Regions from separate parts of the Mus musculus genome. Here region 2 is linked to region 1. The links are chromatin contacts, called in public HiChIP or PLAC-seq maps. All regions are on one chromosome and are shown on one strand. Each heading gives the region's core, a stretch centred on a gene start, on an enhancer-like site or on the middle of the called end of the contact. The rest is flanking DNA. Distances are from core to core; before and after follow the strand shown.

Region 1 (5,053 bases), core at 1,062-3,561:
TGCCCCAGTACAGGGGAATGCCAGGGCCAAGAAGTGGGAGTGGGTGGGTAGGGGAGCAGGGCTGGGGGAGGGTATAGGGGACTTTTGGGATAGCATTTGAAATGTAAATGAAGAAAATATCTAATAAAAAATTTAAAAAAATAAAATAAAAAGGAATCAGGTGATAACAAAAAAAAAAAAAAAAGAAGTTCTCAGATTTCAGTACTGTAAACCTTACGCCAATAATCACGTTCTAAAGGGGATCTTGACATTGGAAACATCAATCAAACCAAGTAGTGTGGTCCAATAGCATTGAGTAACCTAAACGTCAGAGTGTTCAAGTGTGAATCAGGCACTTGGTAGCTAGAATGTGACGTTCTGTAGATGTCTGCAGCATCCTCAACAAAGAAATCTGCAAAACCAAATCAAGGGCTCACCGTTCAGTACCAGGACCTCAGATGCCCGACTTACAACAGAGTCTCTGCTCTGACTAACATGTGAGCAGGACATTGGCCAGTAATTAATATTTAAATTCTTCCTATGAAAGCACAGGGTGAGCTCGAGGGAATGGCTCAACAACTGATAGGGTTTGCTCTTCAGTCATGAAAACTACCAGTGTTTGGATCCCAGCACCCCCATAACAAGCTGGGTATTCCAGCTCCGAGTCGGGTGGGGTTTACTGGCTTCTACCTAACTGAGAACTGAGGTTCAGGTTTAGGAAGAGACCCTGTTTTAATGCAATAGACATAGAGTCTTAGAAGAAGATGTCAGATGTCCTCTTCTGACCTCTATTTGTGTGTACTTGCACACATGTATACACATACATTTACATAGATACTACAGACATGTAAAAATCAGTAAAATCACGAAGAAGAAAGTGTCTAATTTTTCCTTCAGAGATATTTAGAAATTTGATATTGTTACCTTTAGTTTACTCTTAATATTAAATATTCCATTTTTTGGGTTTTGTGCATATCATAGGAGTCAAGCAAACTGTGCAAAGTGCACCAGTTATTTGTGTCGAGGTGTCCACTCCACTTAAGAAGCACAGTGAACTATTTAAGTATGTTATTCACCTAACTACAGGAAAACGTGGTTGTACCCAGAAATCAGGTGGCTTTTAATATAAAATAAAGGGCCACTACATTTCTTCCAATCCTCTAACTTCGTGGTTCTGAGGTGAGCTATCTGGTTGACACCAAGTTCACACTTCAGAGGTTCTTCGGGCTCTGTGACAAAGTCTCAGAGCCTGTCACAATGCTAGCCTTGGTCACCTCACCTTACTTACTTCTGTATAACTCAGCCTTTGATTGAGAAATTACTTACAAAAGGGCTTAAAGAAAACACAAAATCAATGCCAACCAGCTGGAATCTTCCTCGTGATCCTTGTCTCTGATCTTGAATAATAGAAGCTCTGAGTGTGTAATGTCAAGGCCATTGCAGAACATTCTTGCTAAAGGGGATCCTAATGTCCTCTAAACTCACAAATGAGGAAAGAGAGCATCAGACAAGGTTAAACAACTTGACTTGGGGTAAAGGTAACATCAGGATAAAAATTAGAATAAAATCCTCTTTTGTTTAAGCCCTGGGAGTTGACAATATAACCCCCAGGCATGTAAAAAGATGGAACGCAGAGACAAATGCCAACAAAAGTGTGGTTATTCTGTGATTTCATAATAAAAGTTTGAAAAAGACTGAAAAATCATATTGAATGAGTGTTAGAATGTTTGGAGAATGTCAATAAATTCCATGGAAGGTTTGGAAAGAGGCAGAATCTAAGGTGGAAAGGAGCTGAGGCAGGACTGTTTCTAGGCTCTGGTGTTACTGATATTTTAAAACTGCAATGATGCTGAGGTTGACCTAGATGATGAACTTAAGGATGACCAGACAAAGGAAGGAGTAAGGAAGACGCTGATAGAAAATCAGGACTGCTGCTTCAAGGATTGGAAGATGAAGGGATCTGAGGCTGATCTCTCTGTTCAGAGCTTGGTAAAGCACGTGGCTATTACAGATCTGTGTCCGCTGAAAAGTAAATGCCACCTCACTGTGTATGAAGCAAGTTTGTAGATGTCAGGTTAAGATGAAGTTATATTGAACTGGTATATGTCCTAAATCCTATGACTCTCCTTCCTTACAAGAAGATGAAGAGAAATAGATGCAGGCACACACAGTGACAATGATGACCGTGCGCTGATGAACAAGGGGACTAGTGTCATGTAGCTTCAAGACAAGGAATTCGAGGGCTGTTGGAAACTTCCAGAATCCTGGGGAAAGGCATAGAACAGATGGCTCCAGACTTTTCAGGAAGTAACTCAGCTTTTTTTCTTTGTTCCTTTTTAAGACATGATCTCATGCTACCCAGGAGAGCCTTGACTGGGACTCCTTAGTGTTGGAAGTCACTATGCGGGGCTCTAGTCCTGAGTGTGTATGTATGTGTGTGTGTGTGTGTGTGTGTGTGTGTGTGTGTGTGTGTAGGTCAGAGGACAACTTCTGGGAGTCAGTTCCCTCCTGCCACTATGGTTCCAGACACTGAACTGAAGCTTGCATAGCAAGCTCTCTTCCCCCAATTCTGATTTTAAAATGCAAGAGCACTAAATTTCGACTATCTTTAAGCCAATTGGTAATGTGTTAGGGAAGAAGTGAGTGGAAGACTAATGTGGAGATGATGAGGTCATTAATTTGGGGAGAGATTGCTGAGGATGGAGAGGAGGTCGGGTCAGTGTCTAGAAGGTGGTGGCCGAGGTGTCCTTAGATTTGCAGTCACTGCTGCTGTCCAAAGGTGAGATCATTACTGCAGCCTGGGGATATTTTGCATACCCAGTAGCTGGAACTGTGGCTAGGATATGAATTCTCACAGAGAGCAGCAATATGGTGAGAATCCCACTCAAGTATATCCAAGGCTTTTCTTTGTTCCCAGCTGCAAACCTAATGTTTTCTATGGATCACAGCAGAAATACGATTTATATTAAAAGACAGTTTTTAACTGCTTTGTGAAACTCTGTGGCTGATGTTTTGGTCTTATCAGATTTTAATCCCCTCTCAAGATACCTTTGGAGCTATGCTATACTCTGGTTTACTGAAAAGAAGATAGAAAACATTTCTTATCAATGCTTAAGGTATAACATGAAGGTCACTCAAATGGAAGCGTTTCTTCCTTGAAAAGCCCACAGCGACCCTCTTTCTATCAACCTGTGTGCTCAAATAAACTCCCACTCTACTTCAAACAGGCTCATCCTAAAATCCTTTCTGCACAGAGTCAGGGATTCAGTTTCACTGGAGTCAGTCTATGAGAATAAGGGAAGCTCCCAGGTTGTTGGCAACCATTCTGGCCTGTACCATCGCTGACAATCTGAAATCTGATTGAAAAGTATCTGGAAGAATAGCACCTGAGCTGCACTGCTGAGCTCCCATTCAGACTTGGCCACTTACAGCTCAAGTTCTATATCCATGAACAGAATGCTTTATAATTGTTTGCTGTTATTATTCTCACTGCCCTCTCATAAGCAATGGACATGGATGCACAAAATCCAAGAGACAGGGTGCTGTCTTTGGCGATCCTCCTTCTGACCTCACCAGGACCTTTACCATTACGGTTCTTGTTCTAGAGTGTTTTCCTTCAGTTACAATTCCCATATCACTTCATTTATGTCTTTTGCCAAATGTCAACACCTCCCTGCCCCTATCTGAGGGGAGCCTGACCCAGCTCTGGTCAGCTCTAACCCACTCCTCCCTGTTTTGAATCACATCTGTATTTGTTACCTGACATCTCAGCACATGCTTTTCTTCACTGTCAGTTCCTCACACTGACCTTAAACTCCAAAATAGGGCTCATTGTACATTTGGTTTACTCCTGTTTTCTCTACACCTGGAATGTTCTCAGAACACAGCTGCCACTCCATAAGTAATGAGTGAGTGAATGAGTTTAGCACTCTGCCTTGCTTCAGTCCCTTTACAGCCCTGGTTCTGAGCTTCACATTATGAGCACAGGATTTCTCAACAATATCAATGTCAATATTGGGGGCCAGGTCATCTGGTTGTGGGCTTGTTTCCTGCATTAGTAATATCTAATGTCTCTGGCTTCTGTTAGATGCCAGGAAGTAGTGCCTGGTCTCTGTCCCGAGTTATGAATATCAGAATGTCTCTAGGTATAACCAATGTCTCCCAGGAATTATAAGGCCCTGGATGAGACCCTCCAGGGAGTGTCATGCTGACTAGGCTGGTATGGTGTTCATTATTGTAAAAATTATTGATAAATTACTAAAAGTGGGTACACAGCAATGGAAAGACGGGCATAATATTGAGCCCTTAATGAAGCCACGAATTCCAGGCAATTATTTGATTACAATAAGCAATGCTAATTGTGGATGAAGACAAATTATTGAATATTTGACTTGGCTGAATTATTAAGACGAAGAACAGCACTTGGGAGGCAGAGGCAGGTGGATTTCTGAGTTCGAGGCCAGCCTGCTCTACAGAGTGAGTTCCAGGACAGCCAGAGCTATACAGAGAAACTCTGTCTTGAAAAAAACCAAAAAACCAAAACCAAAACCAAAACCAAACCAAACCAAAACAAACCAAAACAAAACAAACCAAAACAAAACAAGACTAAGAACAAATGCAAACTTACCTTAGTCTTAAGTCCAGAGCTCTGTAGGTCAAAAGACACTCAAGCATAATTATAAAAATAACCCACTTGCTGACCCGAGTGGTCTGAGAGTCTAACTTTAAGATGTAAGCTGCCTCAAATTTCTGATAACACACATTTCCCCTGGACAGTATGCACCTTTAAAAGTCTCACAAGCTAAACTTGTCATGGTGGTCCCTGCTTGTAGACCCAGCACTTGGAAGGTGAAAGCAATGGATTAAAGGACCAGAAGAGTCTCAGCTACACAGCCAGCTTGAGGCCAGCATAAGATACACAAGACTTAAAAACAAGGTTTACAACCTGGGCAATTTTTTAAAAAGGCTTCTCTATTGTTTTTCTAGAAAACATTGGCAAGATCATAATTTCAAAAACATTCATACAGTGGAATAAAAATATAAGAATTGAAAACTGGTCTGTTTTATTAATGGA
Region 2 (5,053 bases), core at 1,752-4,251, 290 kb before region 1:
AACACAAATGTAATCCATGGAGCTTATGAAATCATAAGCTTCATAACTCAAGAAATTCTAAGAATACAACAGAAGCTTGGCACAAGGAAGACTACAAAAATTAAGAATTTCTTTTGTTGTAGCATATTATCCAACTAAAAGATAAACTCCATATGGCAAGTATTTTTTCTACTTTAGTATTCTATGTTGCAACCCATGACAAGTGTGAATACAGAGAATGCTAAATAGGCATTTTTGTTAAGTGAATAAAATAATCGGCTCTGATTATAAACCAAGTCTAATAATTTAACTAATTCAACCCCTGACATTAAAATTAGCCAGTGTTATACTTCTTGCTGTGAACGCAGAGTCCCTTTAAAAATTATGCTTAATTCAGTTTCCACTATAACAGCAGTAAGAGGTGGAAGGCGATTAGCTAGGAAGAATAGCACAGAACTACAAACTGCTCTGTGCTACATGGGGTTGTACAAAACCCACAATAAGCAAGTATATAAGCCATGGAAATCCAGTCTTTACGCCACCAGAGTGGGTTTCCCCCTTGTTCTTTTGCTCTTCTACCATGTTATGCTGTCTACCTCATGATGGTATACTATTCACCATGCTTTCTTCATATAAATTAATATTATATTCAACAGTCTCTATCAGACATCTTTAATTACTAAAACTTCTCCAGACACTGTCATCCTAAAAAAACAGCATTTTCTTGTATCAAGCTGACCAACACAGAAATATCACTTTCCACCATCTCTCCCACTTACACTGAGTGAAATTCTATTACTTCTTTTCTTCTCTACTTTAATTTTTGTGAGACAGGTTGGCTGCCAAATCCTAATCCTCTTGACCCTCTCACCAAGTCTGGAATTAGAGGTGCCACACTAGACAAAGCAATTTCTTTTCCATAATTACTGAATGCCTTTCCTGTGTCAGAGCAACAGCATCCTTAAATCTACAACACTTACACTTTTGCCCTTTCATATTCTCCACACAAGAAGCCAGAGCAAGCCTCCAAATGACAACCTGGTCACAGAAATCAAATGAATCGAACTCTGTAACTGCCTCAAGGCTTCTCTCCAACCTCCCTTTAGCCACTCTGTTCTTGCCACATGGGCCTGACTTTTGTTCCTCACAGGATTTTATATTTATATTTTTCTGTCTGCCTGAAATTCCCGTTTATTTATTTATTTATTTACTTATGGTTTTTCGAGACAGGGTTTCTCTGTGTAGCCCTGACTGTCCTGGAACTTACTTTGTAGACCAAGCTGGCCTTGAACTCAGAGATCCGCCTGCCTCTGCCTCCCAAGTGCTGGAATTAAAGGCGTGCGCCACCACGCCCGGCGAAATATCCGTTTATTGTTCATCTTTATTTCCAGTGACTAGGAGAAATCTACATTTGCTTGGTTCGCTTGCTGCCTAAGTAGCAGCTAAGCAATTCCTTTCTCCATTAGTCTACCAATTCCATAGGAACACAAAAAGAGGCAGGTAGTAAGATGTAACGAACATTTGGGGGGGCAGTCTTTTGAGACAAGTCTCACTATGTAACATCTCTAGATTCTCTGCCTGCCTCCCAAGGAATAATCCTCAAGACAAGTTGATGGTGCATCTGGTGTGATGGTGGTGGGAGCCATGATCCCAACACTTAGGAGGCCAGCCTGGACATAATAAGGACTAGGACAGCAAAGATAGACAATGAAACCTCGCCTCAAAAAATAAAATATAATTAATTAATTAATTAAACATTGTTAACACCTTCCCCCCCAAAAAGAAAACAAATTTTAATGAAACAAGGAAAAATTAACATAATTTGGGTCCTGATTTTTTAAAAAATGTTTAAAATTTAATTGCAAGAATCTAATGATTCAAAAATGTGCACAAGTTAATTCTACCCAGAAAGAAAGAAATTGTGATGCTATTCGAATTATTAGAGTATGTTTGAACTAAATTCGGCTTGAAAGGAAAAAAGGGTAATCAGAAATAGATGGATGGAAAGAACACTGTCTTCTTTACCTTTCTCGCAGATTTCACAAATCCCCATCTCAGACTGTCCAACCCTAAACAGTCCCTGAATTGTCAACAGAAATTCTGTGCAAGCCAGTGGATACGCTATGTGATGTTCACCACGGTTAGTGTCAGGTCATAGTCTCAGCACTGTCCCCTGATCTCCTTTTCAGCCTGCGACTCAAACAGGGTTCGTCGCTTCCCTCACTAATTTTGCTTCAGAAACACCGATTCTACTACAGCATCCGGGGAAAAGTCGCAAAAGGGACGCAGGAAAACGCCTGAATGCTGGGCTCACCTGAGGCTGCACAGTGCTCGACAGGGAGAACATCTCCGGGCCCTCGAGATCTTACCGGCCAGCCGAAACTGCTTCTTAGCTTCAGCTCCGAGGAAAGGGGCTGAGCCCTTTTATTTTCTCTTTATTTCTCTTTGCTTTTCTCCCAGTTTCTCCCTTACTCCTCCCAGAAACGAAAAAATGGCTTCCCCTCCCGACAGCTGCTACGACGACATCTGCCCCGGAAGACCATAGGTACAGTGCTTCCGGAGCAAGCCTCCGCGTTCACCCCGCCCCCGCCCGTCAGCGCTCCGCCTCTTCCGGGGACTCTGTCACTTTGGGGTGGTTTTTCGAGGTTCCTATCACCACCTCCACAATAAATTGGATGTTCTTCTAGTCGCTCCTACTCTGTTTCTGAATTCAGTACGCGGTCAAACGCACTTAACGCTCACCCAGGCTCTCCACATTCTGTGGCTTCGCTAGCTTCCACACATCATCCCTAGCCATTGCTTTACTTAACAGTCGGCCTGGCTTCTAGCTCATGCGGAGGGAGGGAGAACTGCAGATCTTGACTGAGACTCGGAAGGACCCCACCAGACTACATAAAGTCTTAGTCCCTTGCTCATTGGCCAGAATGCACTGCCTCGTCACAAAAACAGCCCGTGTATCCGCGGCTGAGCCCCGCCCAGCGCCCCTTCCGGCAGCGCCGCCGGCTCCGCCTAGCGCTCCGCAGACTGCGCCCAGCAGTGCCGCCGGCCCCCACCCGTCGATGCCTGCTTACAGGGAGCCGGCAGAGCGCAGACGCGCGGTGACGTCACGGGAGGCGTCCGGCGTAGGCGAAACCTTTTGAATCTAGCTGGCGGGAGTTGCTGCTGCAGGGCGAGCTGTGCAGCAATGGAGTCCGCCTCGGCAAGTGAGGAGAATGAAGGAGGTGCGGCGATAGAGGAGTGCGTGAGTAGGATCCCGGTACCAAGACCACCCTCCATTGAGGAGTTCACCATAGTGAAGCCCATTAGCCGTGGTGCATTCGGGAAAGTGTACCTGGGACAGAAAGGCGGCAAGTTGTACGCAGTGAAGGTAGGCAGTCAGAAGCGAGAAGGTCTTAAATGGTCCTCCCTCGCGGACCTCCCTTTTGAGTTGTTGAACAAACTCTGGAGCTGCTGTACCACTAGCCTGGAATGCCCGGCTTACAGAAGCCTGCACAGTCCTGCTTGTTGACTGTGGGCGTTTAGGCAGACTGCAGTGAGCAGGTGTCTGTCCTTTCCCTTGCCCTGCCCTTCTCTGTATACTGAGAATCATTAACCCAGTGAAAATAGCAAAACTTACCCAACTGTGCCCTGGCCATTGTTAACAAATGAGAAAACTGCGACTGAAGGCAGAGGCTTGAAGCCACACCCATGACTCCTGAGTCATGTTTCAAATCAAAACGGCCTTAAGTACTTGTTGGTTATGTTTTCCTTGTTTGACATACATAATAGCCGAAATCTTGCTATCACAAACAAGATTGGTTTGTAGACAGTTCAAATCTCACTCTTACCAAAAGGAAGCTGCATTATATTCGAATTTTCTGTGACACAATTTATATTGTGAAAGTTTTTAATTGTAGTATTATTTATTTAAAGTATCACCGGGATTGTGAGTTTGTTTTGCTTTTTTACTAACTTGAGCTTCACCTGGATTAACTTCGGTACTTTGATTACGTTTGTAATGGTCACTTTCCGATGATGCTTTAATTCCAGCTCTTTGATAAGCAGGAGCAAGTGATGCAAAACCAAAATTTTTGCTTCTCAAGATTTCCATCGTGATACGTAAGCTGTAAGTTCATTTATTATAGAGCAAGTAGAAAGAAATGTGTCCTAAATCAAGCGTTTCTTATCTATATGTGATCGTAAAAACAGTCAGTGTTCACTTAAAATTGTTCTGTCCACCCTAGCTTCTCATTACTACTTTGTAATGAGAACATTACATTGTAAACATGACAAAGGAGGCTACTGGCTGGCTCAGATTCCTGGTACCCAGTGCTTGGAGACTAGCACACAGTTAAGATAAGCAGCCCCTTCACCTGACTACCTAAATGACCTCTTCCTTTGCTTCTTTCCCTTTAATAGTACCAATGTCACCTCTACCCTTCAGGCTAGAAACTTGAGTTGCCCTTATATATTTCATCAATACACCACATACCCTTTGTTCCTGTTGTCCCTCTGGAAAAAAATGTTTTGTTTTTGTTTTGTTTTGCTTTTTTCATTCACAAGTGGATTTCTCCCCACTTACTTGTTCAGTGATGACTTTTGTAAATTAAATAGTATTGAAAACCAGTTTTAGGGGCTGGTGAGATGGCTCAGTGGTTAAGAGCGCCGACTGCTCTTCCAAAGGTCCTGAGTTCAAATCCCAGCAACCACATGGTGGCTCACAACCAGCCTAAACGAAATCTGATGCCCTCTTCTGGAGTGTCTGAAGACAGCTACAGTGTACTTACATATAATAAATAAATGAATTTTTTAAAAAAAAAAAACAGTTTTAAGGAATAGTTCCATAGCCCAAAAAATTACCTTTTTGCCTATTCACAGTACCTCTTCCCTTAATATGTCAGCAGGTAACTACTATCCCTCTTCTCTCTGTTTTCTGTCTCTCTTTGACAGTCCCAAATAGCCTCAGACATATGATGGAACTGAGCATGACAAGCCTTAAATTACTGATACGTATGGCTCCATCCCCTAAGTGAAGCGACTACAGGCATGTACCAACAAGCCCTATGTACCAACTCACCTTCTATCTCTGCAAGAT

The links. HiChIP or PLAC-seq counts read pairs in DNA pulled down with a chosen protein or histone mark.
Region 2: an H3K27ac HiChIP or PLAC-seq map of microglia shows a contact between it and region 1, with 5 times the contacts expected there. The contact joins the promoter of Mastl here to the enhancer-like site in region 1. A contact is called at or near these places in 2 of 39 promoter capture datasets (the C10 cell line and pre-B cells), 2 of 115 datasets of contacts at active chromatin or transcription factors (embryonic stem cells and microglia) and 3 of 9 other capture datasets (adipose tissue, liver and macrophages).

What each region holds. Positions count from the first base shown.
Region 1 is chr2:22,858,704-22,863,756 of GRCm38.p6, reverse strand. The region is part of intron 10 of Apbb1ip (amyloid beta (A4) precursor protein-binding, family B, member 1 interacting protein); the gene reads right to left. Among named protein-coding and RNA genes, the nearest start is that of Gm52503, 32 kb to the left of the region's middle. Within about 2 kb of position 2,311, at least 7 of the 459 cell types and tissues checked have an H3K27ac peak or open chromatin away from gene starts, as enhancers often do. A contact at or near this core is called in microglia, where this site is marked.
Region 2 is chr2:23,153,972-23,159,024 of GRCm38.p6, reverse strand. It overlaps Mastl (microtubule associated serine/threonine kinase-like), which reads left to right and starts at 3,001. Exons shown (of 12, transcript NM_025979.4): 1 at 3,001-3,346. The coding sequence starts at 3,164. Yme1l1 (YME1-like 1 (S. cerevisiae)) reads right to left here and starts at 2,520. Exons shown (of 19, transcript NM_013771.5): 1 at 2,294-2,520. The coding sequence starts at 2,326.